2 separate regions of the Astyanax mexicanus genome follow, and region 2 is linked to region 1. A link is a contact called in public Hi-C data. All regions are on one chromosome and are shown on one strand. The core of a region is the stretch at or near the end of the contact, and the rest is flanking DNA. Distances in the headings are between cores, read along the strand shown.

What was found. Hi-C and Micro-C count contacts between places; a contact is called where the count stands out from the background.
Region 2: a Hi-C map of muscle shows a contact between it and region 1, with 11 times the contacts expected there. The contact joins the enhancer-like site here to the promoter of LOC103025336 in region 1. A contact is called at or near these places in 2 of 3 Hi-C or Micro-C datasets (both in muscle).

The regions. Positions count from the first base shown.
Region 1 is chr14:13,267,028-13,273,244 of AstMex3_surface, reverse strand. It overlaps LOC103025336 (rho-related GTP-binding protein RhoB), which reads right to left and starts at 3,889. Exons shown (of 1, transcript XM_015607907.3): 1 at 1,159-3,889. The coding sequence starts at 3,630. The coding sequence ends at 3,040.
Region 2 is chr14:13,309,194-13,315,410 of AstMex3_surface, reverse strand. No RefSeq gene overlaps it. Among protein-coding and RNA genes, the nearest start is that of trnas-aga, 19 kb to the left of the region's middle. Within about 2 kb of position 3,555, the one cell type or tissue checked has an H3K27ac peak away from gene starts, as active enhancers do.

The sequences.
Region 1 (6,217 bases), core at 2,640-5,139:
CAAAATGCTGTTTAGGTCAGGACTAGTCTTAGTCCCTGTCTGGAGATCGACCTCTATATGCATTATGCAGAAGGATTATCCTCACCATAGACCTAACAAATGTGTGCTGTCTAAAGAACTTCATCAGGATGTTTTTGCTAAAATTACTGGTCTCACATCAGAAACACTATATTTTGCCTTGACCACAATAATAAACTATGATTTGGGGTTTGAGATTATAAAAAAAACTTTGAAACAAACAAACAAAATTGATTGAAAATAAATAAATATGCCACCACAAACATTACTCTATTGTTTTAAGTCAAATAGCCATTATTCTGCAATATAAATAACAGTTTTTAGAGTTTACATAGCTCTTTTACTCAGATATTATTTTTATTTAATACTAGTGTCTGTTATATATTATTTAAAGAGCAAAGATCCATGATTCTTTGTCCTTTAAAATGGTATTGGTATTATTATATTGGTCTTTCAAGAATTGGGGTACATTTTATACCTCCCATATATATCTCCCAATCTTTCCAAAATATGTAAAAAAAATAAATAAACAAATAAATAAATAAAAAAGCTTTACATTGACCTCTACTTAAAGTTAAGGATTTTTCTTCACCTGTAAAGTTGCTATTTGGAGATATGAAGTGTTTGCTGGACAGTCTATATATATTTATACTCCTATATTTATTCTTCAATGGGTTCTTTGGTAGAGATAATGATTTTGTGGACACTCAAAGTAACAATTAAATTAGTATTAGTATATTAGTATATTTTACCTGGTTTACCTAAATTATTCTTAAAATACATATAAATAAAACATATTGTGTATTGTTCCTTACAAACCATATTTAAATTATTATGTATATCGTCAAAAGCCAAGTAATCTTTTTCATAATATATACAACACAACAAAATAAATTTACTTTAAAGAGTAGAAAAGATACTAGTGGAGATGAACAAAGCCTGCTGTTGTGCTGGAGGCAGTAGGACCATGAGGCAGCGGAGCTGAGTGTGAGCAGACCCCACCCGTACTGCCCTTTTCAATCCCTTTCATTATCTACTAGTGTAATACACATGAAACCACAGCTAAACCAGTACCAGAACCAGTGCAATATTGCTTAAAGGCACATATTTGACACTTGTACATAAACACAAGACACATACTTGTATTGCAATTGAATATTTATTTTATTTTTTCTGTTCATTGCTGGGTTACTGTAAACATGACAGCCAACGCCTCAGAGCTGACCCAGGTCAGTCTGAAGTTAATGCAGTGGTACCACAGGCTTAAAGACATATAAAAGTCCTAAAAACAACAAAACAGAAAATGTACAGAGCTTCAGAGCTGAACTTCATAGGCCGCCTCTGTAACAGAGGGTGTGCGTAGTGTGTCACGCTAACCCAGAGCTGAGCCAAAGCAGAAAAGGGCCCACACCCCAACCCAGCCAATCCCAGCCGAGCCCTATACACCCCAAATCAACAAAAGCAGCTCCCATAATCCCATCAGTGCAATCGTGACAAACTTCATTGTTGGTGCTCGAGCAGAGGGGCTGCGTACGAGTTTACCGAGCGCTAGGGTGGGGTAGCAGACTGCACGGGCACCCAGTGCAACAAGAATGGAAACAACAAACGGAGATTCAGACAATGCTGGGCTATTTAAGCATGCAGATTCACCAGCATGGGCCCACACTTTAACATTTCATGGTGTGGGCATGTATGTACGTATGTATGTGTGTTGTAAATGTGTGTGCATACAATGAATCGAGGTGACTTTTGCAACAGCACAATACACAGTCCCGGAACACACTGACTGACCACTTGCACCCATCCCCCACCCCTCCATCCCCCTTCTTAGTGCTGCATCAAGTCTCTCACTGTGCAACAAAAGCACAGCTGCCCTGCTCGCACTGCAGTCTCACCACAGCTGGCAGCTGACTAGAAAGCTAGCATTTTGTACAAGTCTCCTCCTGTTCTTTTTTTTTGAGGGTCATCCCAGTGTACATCCCAAAGACCACCTCAATGCAGTGGCAAGGCATATTCTTTTTCTTCTCATTTCTCTCATTTAAAAAAATCCCCAAAAAACAAAATACAGAGCCCTATGCATGTGTCATATAAACAAGGCAAGGCTGTATACAGTGTTAAGCCTATAAGTTACATTGTTCTGTACTTTGTTCTGTGTGGCAGCAGCAGCAGCAGATATTGTGCCCAAGCTACCCAACCACCCAGACCCACCCATGCATGCATTATCCAGAGCATGCTGTTGTTGTTGTTGGTGGTGGTGGTAGTAGTACTTGCAGTGTGAATAGTATAGTGCCTGTGTCTTTTTCGGCTGCCACACAGCACCAAAACAACAAAGCAAAAGAGAGAAAAAAAGAGAGCAAGATAGAGAGACACACAAACACAGAGAGAGATACAAAGTTGAGGGTTCACAAGCCCCCTACCATCCCCTCTCTCTCTCTCTCTCTCTCTCACTGTTCTGTGTCCATTCTTTTCCTTCTTTCTCTACTTTTTAGTGTTGGTGCAGGGAGGGCATCAAGGGACACTTCAAACCCCTCCCCCCTCATCTCTCCAAACACCCCCCCCACCCAACTTGTCCATGAGTAAAGAACTAGACTCCAGGCTGGGTCAACAAGTCAACTGGGTCCTTTTAGAAAGTTCTGTCCATGGGTTTGTCCATGTTGGCTCCACAAGGCATGGAGTCAGTCAGTGTCACTGATGGGACCAGGAGGAGTTTAAACATGGGAGTCAACATAGGCCCCACCTGGTTTGTACCTTGCACACACACACAAATATAGGGCCTAGATGGAACCCCTAGATGGGAAGCCCAACTAGTCGTTAGAACACAAGTACAAACCCACTCAGAGCCCATGCCCATTTAGAACCGACCTGGAACCCAACTGGAACTCAATTGGAACCCACCTAGACCATGTTCCACCTAAGTGAGCCCCACATTAGCATGTTTCGTTTCTTGTCTGGGGAACCATGTCCTCTTCTCGTAGGAGTTCGTACAGGAGCTCACATGATTTCACAGAAGTTTACATGAGTTCACAAGAGCTTGCAGCAGTTCGCGCAGCCACCAGCCGGCCTGGACCTCTTCTGGAGCGCAGCACGCGTGGCAGTCTCAAACACCTCCCGTACGCCGTCCTTGGTCTTAGCCGAGCACTCCAGGTAGTCGTAGGCACCGATGCGCACGGCCATGGCGCGGCCGTCCTCAGCGCGCACCGGCTCCTGCTTCATGCGCGCCAGCTCGCCGCGCACGCTCTCGTCGTTGCGCAGATCCTTCTTGTTGGCCACCAAGATGATGGGCACGTTGGGACAGAAGTGCTTGACCTCAGGCACCCACTTCTCCGGGATGTTCTCCAGAGAGTCCGGGCTGTCCACGGAGAAGCACATGAGGATCACGTCCGTGTCCGGATAGGAAAGGGGGCGCAGGCGGTCGTAGTCCTCCTGGCCGGCCGTGTCCCACAGCGCCAGCTCCACCTGCTTGCTGTCCACCTCGATGTCAGCCACGTAGTTCTCGAAGACGGTGGGCACGTAGACCTCAGGGAACTCATCCTTGCTGAAGACGATGAGCAGACACGTCTTACCGCACGCCCCGTCCCCCACCACCACCAGCTTCTTACGGATAGCAGCCATGTGCTCGGTGTGTCCTCGCTGCTTTTACGCACGGATTAAAACTCTGAAAATCCTTATTAAAACAGGATCAAATGAAATACACAGTTAGAAAAGTGTCCAGGCTGAGGCTGTGTTGCTTCTTCAGTATCTCCAGCTGAGACTGTGTAGCTTATTCAGGATCTCCAGCTTATAAAGTAGCTCCTCTCACTTCAGACACAGCAGCTCACCACCTCAGCCTCTCACTGTTCAGTTCTCAGGATTTCAGAGCACAGAGTTCCTTATAAAGCGCCTCGCCGCTTTCTTAATATAGCCCTCCAATGGCAGGCCGAGGGATTACCTCATGGTTTTTCTCTCCGGCTCTGATTGGCACCCTCGTGATCAGGGGTGTGACTGTTCTCGCTCACCACGAGGACCTGGGAAACGTTTTTTTTTTTTTTAAATAAATGAAAATACTTTGATTTTTCCCTAATTTTAATTTATATTGACACAAATCGCAGTATAACAAATGGGAAAAAACAAGTATAATCAAAAGTAAAAAAATACTCCTAATAAAGTAAACTATTATTGGTATTTAACAATAAGTCTATGCTGTGCTGATTTAGATGGCCACTTCAAATTAATTTAAAATTAAATTCTGATTATAAAGAAAATATTTATATATGAGTATATTTGTTAGGGTTCCTACATATAAGATATACTTTGAAGGAATTTAGTAACATCACAAATAAACAAAAAAAAACTGCATTTTTCAATTTACCTTTCTGAATATAATTTTTACCCAGAATTATAATACACTAATTTAAATAAATATGTAGCTCCAGATTTACTTACTAAAATAAATCTGTGAAATATTGTGTATAAATGATATACACAAGTACAAATAACATAATAGTTAAACTGGGATTGGAAGTTTACTTCTATCACATTTTATTTTTATACATATTATAATGCCCTTTTAGATCAGTGTAAATAAACATAAATACTTTATTATACATAACATATTCGTTAAACATAATAAGCAGCCAGCTACACAATATTACACATAATATAGCCACCTTTTATTATCATAGACTGTTTTCCACGCGTTTTCCGACAGACCCCGCCCTCCTGCGTTACGATTGGCTACAGGGGTCACATAAATGCGGATGTGGACGGATATGGAAGGCGCCAGCTGTGTTCGTGGGAATGCTGGGATGTGTAGTGTATGTATTAAGATTAAATGTTTTTTGTAGTCTAGTCGTTTTAAACCACAAAGTATCTATATTTAATAAAATAATAAGACTAAAATGTTTTATATGTAAAATAGAGATGTTTCATCCCATACTTTTTCCTGTTATCACACTATGTTTACCAGACTAGCTGTTATATACTAGAACACTACAAATATTACTGGCTTCTGTAAAATGTATTTTAATTTGATTATTTTAGACTAATTTTACACTGTTCTTGTCATAGTAGGGTTACTTTAGCGTAGCCATAAGGGCATTGCCCATTTCCCTTCCGAATGAATCAAAGCCATACAAAAGATATTGTCCTTTATTTTGGAATCTGGAACAACATGTATTTTCTCTGATATTATCCTGTATTTTTCTGCTTTTACAGTCAACCCTGTTGAAAAACCCACTGTAAACTGGTTTCAAATGGTTAGAGGATGGTCAAAAAGCTGTTCATCCAGGTGAAAACATTCCCTATACTGGTAAGTTAAATTTGCAGAGTATACATATAACCTGTGTCTGTAAAACCTATGCTAATGACCTTATTTTACACTTTAGTTTTGTTTTGTTATTAACTCATTAAGGTTACACTAAATTAGTTACAAAGACATTGCCCAGTTGTCTTCTTAAAAAGCTAAAAAACAAACACCACAACAGGTCAGCTTTTCCTCTACTATAAAAGTATTAGCTGTAAGACCACACCATTATTTTTGTTATCCTAAATCACAGATATTTACCCTGAATTGTATTGTATTGCCATGCTTTTATAGGCAAGTTTATGATCTAACCAAAATATATATTGCCTTCAAAGACACCATTGACTAGATCTTAATGTTTTAAAGAGATAAAGAGGGTTTTAATGAGATAATAACAAGCCATATCATGATATATTATTTTATCATATACGTCTTGCCCAAGAATACGGAATAAAAAAGTTAAACCTATATGTTGGAGTGTAATGTTTGTAATGATTTACCTCTGCCTTTTAAATAAATGCCTGTAAGCACACTAATAAGAGTTTTGACCATATGTTCACCCACTGCTAATCCCATATTTACTTACATTAAAATCATTAAGAGCATGAGCATTAAGTGTCTGCCTCCATCCACACTTCTAATTCCAAATGGCCCCTTAGAATGTCATGTAAATCAAATAATCAATAAATGAATCTATTATTCATTGTGTGTTGCATATTTAATGAGACTCAGATAAGAATCAGACCACTACTTAGTCTCAAGAGCAGATGACATGATTTTAAGTACAGCACTGTCTTTAAATGACACTGCAAAATGCTGCTCATAATCATTATTATCTCTGATAGTCATAAACTCTTAGATAACATTACATAACAAAAAAAATTGAGGGCCAAATGTGTGATAATGCAATAATGCAAT
Region 2 (6,217 bases), core at 2,306-4,805, 42 kb before region 1:
CATTGGATACCAAAGCAACCACTTAGCTACAGCATAGCAACCAGCTTGTATATCATAGCAACCAGCTACTGTATCAACATCATGGAAACCACCTGGAAAACCAGCCAACTAGCAACAGCCTAGCAACTCTTTGTACGTGGAGTCCACTTTAGTGCTCACTGCTCAACCACTCTGCATTTCTATCATTAAAAGCTCTTTTCTTGTTTATAAGTGAGTTATAAAAGTAAGTAAAGGCAAGCAGAACCTGACAGTGGGTTTGTAAAATCTCCAAAGGTCAAATCATTGCTAACCCAGGATTCTGTACAACTCTGCAACAGTGCGGATGAAGCACTTAAGAGCATTTATAAAAATACTAAGCTGACATTTTAATGTATAATTGCACATTACGCAACGTCTGAGTTCGACTACAGGCAAACTGAATATATTATAATTCATAATGGACTGCATTTGGTACAGCTCCCTATTAATAAAGGTACACCTACAGGGATGACATGCCTTAATGTCTTCTAAACATCGTCCAGCTGTTGCATTTCCAGCTCTTCTGGTCAGACGAGGAGCACATTACAGGGCAGGGTGACATTTAAAATTCTGCTGATGTGCAAAAGGCATTATACATTAGGCAGTGTTTCAGAGGCGGTCCTCCCTTCAGAGATCACTCTTTATGACCCAGTTAGAGTGATGTGAAGAGCTGTTATAAACGTGTTTCTTGCACTCGCTGCAGCGGGGAGGAAATGAGGGGACTGTTCATGGCACCAGTAATTCTTCTCCCCACAGCAGCACACACTCAGCACACTCAGCATGTACTTGTTTCCATCCTGCGTTTGACACATTCAGCCAAACAGCCGGAGTCAGTGTGTTCAGTGCTGCTGACCTGTACTCGGTGTACTCACGGCTGTGTCCAGGCTGGATAATGGCCAGATAATGCTGCCCTTCCTGTTTAACACAAGCTAATGGCAGAGTCTGATCACCAGCACAGAGCCTCCTGAGTGCAAATTGACCTCTATTTTATAGAAGTGGGATGATCATATTTTGGTTATTAAAAAAAATGAGGACACAGAGGATGTTCTGGTATCTGTCCTGATTAGGATGTCATGGCCTGGTGGAGTTTAAGTTGGCCTGAATAAGCTGTAGGACCATGGCAATGTGTGTCTCTGAAGGTGAAGGGTCCCTCAGGTTCTCCTGTCATCTCCTGCCCGGCCAGACATGGCAGTCTATGGACAGTCAGGCTTCTCCGTCACCTTCACACACCCTCAGCTGCTCACTCTCCACAACATCACATGAACATTTACATGAACTCTAATAATCCATTACTGGTGTGGCTATTCACATAAATATATATCGCATACAATAGAATAAGCCCTGCCCCAGCACTGAGCTGTGCAGCAGTAGAACTAACTGTGTTCTCTGAAAGATGTTTGTGCTCCATCATATATTTTTGGGATGAGTTGGGGATGAGGTGAGGTGGTGAACATCTAGCATTCTGACCTCACTGACATTCTCTCTTGTCACTGAATCCAGTTAGATCCTCAAAGCAATGCTCCACAGTCTAGTAGAAAACCTTCCCTGGATACTGGACTCTTTTTTAATACTAGGAAGGCACTGAATATTCAGATTTGTATTTAATAAATATTTTAAATAGTAGTTTTGTCATTGAAAAAAATCATCTGTGCTATTTAATTTATGCAATGGTGAAACAATGTAAAAATGAATGAAAACCTGTAAAAAACGTTCGTTGGTATGCTTAATTTTATAAATTTTATATGCTTAATTTTTACAACTTTTGTCTACATTGTGTTTGTTAATGCACAGAAACATTTGCTCATTATCAAATAGCCTCAATAGCCATATCAATGTGACCATATCATCTTTCTTGTGTCTGCGTGTGTGTCTTACAAATAAATAATAATAAATAATAAAAAATAAACCAAAAGTAAAAATTTAAAAACACATAAATAAAGTTGAAGAAGAAATCTTCAAAAATCACTATTCCACACTTTTTAGGCCTCCTGGTCTGTCTAAGTGTGAGCTAGATTGAAGAGCAAAGCTTGCAGCAGTTTCAGATCCTGGATGCTTGTGAATCTGTCCAACAATTCCACAATATCAGCGCACCTTATATAACATCATTAAGCACTGCTTTACCAAACCAGCTGTTAATATGATGATAACTAGATAAGTAATGAATAATACTAGACTTCTCTTCTATGGGGGGAGCTTTGGAGGTGTTTTAACCCTTCTGTGGTGTTCATATTTTTGTTACTCGTTTACTTTGTTACTTGTATTTAATTCAGCAAAATTAAGCAATTTTACATTAAAATGCTTTACACATGCTTGCTCCACCTAAATTGCAAGCAATATAAACAGCTTACATGGTTAATATTTGCCCTTTACCTTTCTTATGTTACATTTCTTTCAAAAAGTGCTACTCTTTTTTTATTAGTTTTTTAATAAAATGTAAAAGAAAATGAATTAAACTCAAGATAAGAGTAGAAAATTTGTTTAGTTTCAAATTTGTAAATGAAACAATGTTTATTAGCTCTTGGCCAAACATACTGTATGTAATATAAATGCTTGGGGGGGGGGGGGGTACAGTGTGTGTTTATCGAAAATATGTTTTGATATATGTTTTTCACAAAAAATGAGCCAATGCCAATCAGTTTGAGTTAGAAAAAATATTTTTTAGTATAATTTGATGAAAAATGAAAACGGGTCCCACAGACCCGAACACCACACAAGGGTTAATCAAAACTATTGAACTAAAGCTTTTGAACTGTACTGTATATACATTCCAGACAGTAGGGCATTTTTTATGTATATGTCCTTCACATATACAGTAGAGGTTTTCCCATGAAATCCGCTCAGTATTCATTCTGTCTGAGCACAGAGGCTCACTGTGTTGTGTTGAAGCATTTAGCCTTTGGCAGCAGCAGTGAGAGCGAGGCCCACTGCTAAGTTGTGATTAATGCTGCGTTGGTGTGGCTTTTGTCAGACATCAGGTCATGCCGAGGCACCCTGGCCCGCTGCCCAGACTTGTTTAGAACATCCGGTAGCGTCTCGTCAGTTTCTCATGCATCGCATATCCGCCTGGGATGCGTTTCTCTCATCAGTGATTCTCCAGTGCTGATGAACTAAAGCCTTTGTGTCATTGGCTTTGTTTGACTCGGTTTAAACTACTTTGTGTCCTAGCACTCTCGAGCCGCACGTATCTTGTTGTATGAGTAGTTAGATTAGGTTTATTGGACGCCTCGTGTTGGAGGAGGCAACACGACTAAAGCCTTTGTGTCATTGGCTTTGTTTGACTCGGTTTAAACTACTTTGTGTCCTAGCACTCTCGAGCCGCACGTATCTTGTTGTATGAGTAGTTAGATTAGGTTTATTGGACGCCTCGTGTTGGAGGAGCAGTGTTCAGATTAGGTTTATTAATGAGATCCATGCTCTGCTGTCCTGGCTGAAGGCCTGCTTCTTCACTCCAGTACACTGCAGCAGCTGTTTGAGCATGTATCTTGCTGACAGCAACAGCTTTAAGGACCAGGAGCCAGCTGTCCTGACACGTCGCCATCCAGTCTGAGTCGATAGCTAGAAACTGCATATTTGCTGTCTTACTCCTACAATTGGATAACATAGACATTAGCAATAATAACCTTGTATTATAAATTGTGCTGACTGTTGCTAACACAATACAGTAAACGCTGTGTGTTGCTCAGGGGTCTTACTGTGGGGGTGCTGATGTTCAGTAATGAGCTCAACATGCTGATTACAGTGCTGTGAAATACTTATGGAGGCTAATTGCCTCCTTAACTACATCATCAACCAATTAGCCAAATTTGGCTTAGAATTGGGGTCAATTTAACCTGACACATTCAGGCGTGCTCTTGTGGAAAGGAAGTATACTTAAGAGCATTAAAACTATGTTCAAATTAGGTAAAGAATACCAAAAGTACATTTTCTATTTAATATACTTTATGAAAATACACATTAAATATACTTTCTCTGTATTTCCATAAAATGTTTTTTGGCAATATTTGTATTTTTAAGCAATATGCTTTTAATTATACGTTGTGTTGACAGAAAAAAATATATAGTGGCATTAAATACTGCTTAAAGTGCACTTTAGTGTAGTTTTTTCCCCAGAAGCATTAAAGTTCACACAATATGTGCAAATATGCAAAGTAGAACATATTTCAATGGTGTTAAAAATTATGTTTGAAATACACATACTTAAATATAAAGTACAACCTAATGCTTTTATGTTGTATTTAAATATAGCTTAATGGCTTAATTGAAATATATGTTGCCATAATTTGTTCCAAAATAGTAAATTTATTATGTATTTAAGTATGTGTTAATTTTAATGCTAAAAGTATGTACTTTCCCATGTTAAGTATACTTTTAAAAATATACTCAAATGCACATTTTGATGTTGATTACCCTTCTTTTGGATATTGTAAATTATGATTTATAAATTGTTTCTTACATTTACTTTGACTTTTATTTCACTGCAAACACAATCAACCCGACATATTTCATGATATTACATGATTTATCTGCTCAACTTCAGTTCATTTCTTTAAAATACATCCATTCCTGCATTTCAGGCCTGCAACACCTTCAATACATCCAAAAGAATTTGGAATACTAAAGCGTATTTACCGCATTTGTAGTGTTGCCATTCCTTCTGACCACACTTAAAATTCTCCATTAGGGATCATTGGTCAGGACTGTAAGCATGCAAATGTGTGCAGCATATGGTTTTGCATGGTCTTGTTAAAAAAAGCACAAACAAAAGTGAAAAATATGTTATCTTGGGAGAAGCATGCAGTATGTTGTTTTAAGATCTCAATGTTCATTTCTGCAATAATGCAGTCATTGCAAAAGAGTACACAAGTGTACACAACCCCATATAATGACAGACCCTGGCTTCTGCACTGAAATAGAGGTCAAAATAAATGTAAGAAATGCTGAGATATTTTGTGATTTGTGTTTGTAGCTAAAAAACAATGAGTAGCATACATGCCACATAATAAACAAAATATCTCAAAGAAATGAGAAGCCACTGAAATGTACTAGTTTTGAAATGCAATTTCTAAGGTCCAGACTCTCCACAGTGAGAGCCAATATCTTCAAACGGAAAAATAAGTGGCCAGCCAATCAAAATTCCTCAAAGAGCAAAATGAAAGCTCACCCAGGAAGTCACAAAATGACCCAGATGTACATCTAAGAAACTGCAGGAACTTGTTCCCATCAGATACGTTCAGTGTTCTTGATTCCACCATTAAAAAGGAAAAGAAGGCACCTTTTACTGCCAGTCCACAGTACAAAAAAAAATCATCTGCATTTAAGCCATCCGTGGCACTGAATACTTGAAATGTACAATGGCATCATTTATACATTTATTATTTTTGTGTGTGTTGATCTTGCAAGGTTATGAGTTAAGGCCAGAGCTGACATCTGGTAGACAGATCTGAATTTCTATATCTAAAAAAAATGATCATCAAGAGGGCACATTATCATAATTTATTATAAAAAGGGGCAATAGCGAGCACTTTGTTGCCGATGAAAGTTCTGATGAAATCTGGCGTAAAAAATCCTGTATTTTTTTTAAACCACAATATTTATCACAGAATAACATAAAATTACAATGGCAGTTTTTTTCCATTATCATGCAGCCCTAGTGGTTACTGTATTTAGTCACGTCTTTAGTGATGCATGTTTACGAAACTGAATTTTTAAGTCGTGGCACAGCACACAGATAAATGCATACTCCTGCCAGAACAAAACACAACCCTGGTTCCCCCAGAGCTCCTGGAGAAGCTAAATCTAGGTTATTGTGTCTTTAGTGCTACAAGCAATTGACCAATGTGAGTTGGCATGGGTTTTGAGCATACTGATGGCTAGCCAATGTCCTTTGATTTGGGGATGTCCAGTTGCTTGGAAACAGCAAGATCAAGCACTTTTATTTCCTATAGTGTCTTAACTTTTTCTGAATTGGGGTTTTGGCTCAAAAAAATAAGTAGCCCTACATGCCATAAAATAAAATAAAAAGAACCCAGATAAAAATCTAAGAAAGTGCAGGCCTCATTAACAGATAAGTGTAAGTTTTCGTCTTTATTCAACCATTAAAAAGGAAAAGCTAATTTTACCACCATTCCACAGCAGTACAGTACAGTATAGAATTTATCCTCCACATGTAACCTATTTGTGACAGTGAACACATTCACAC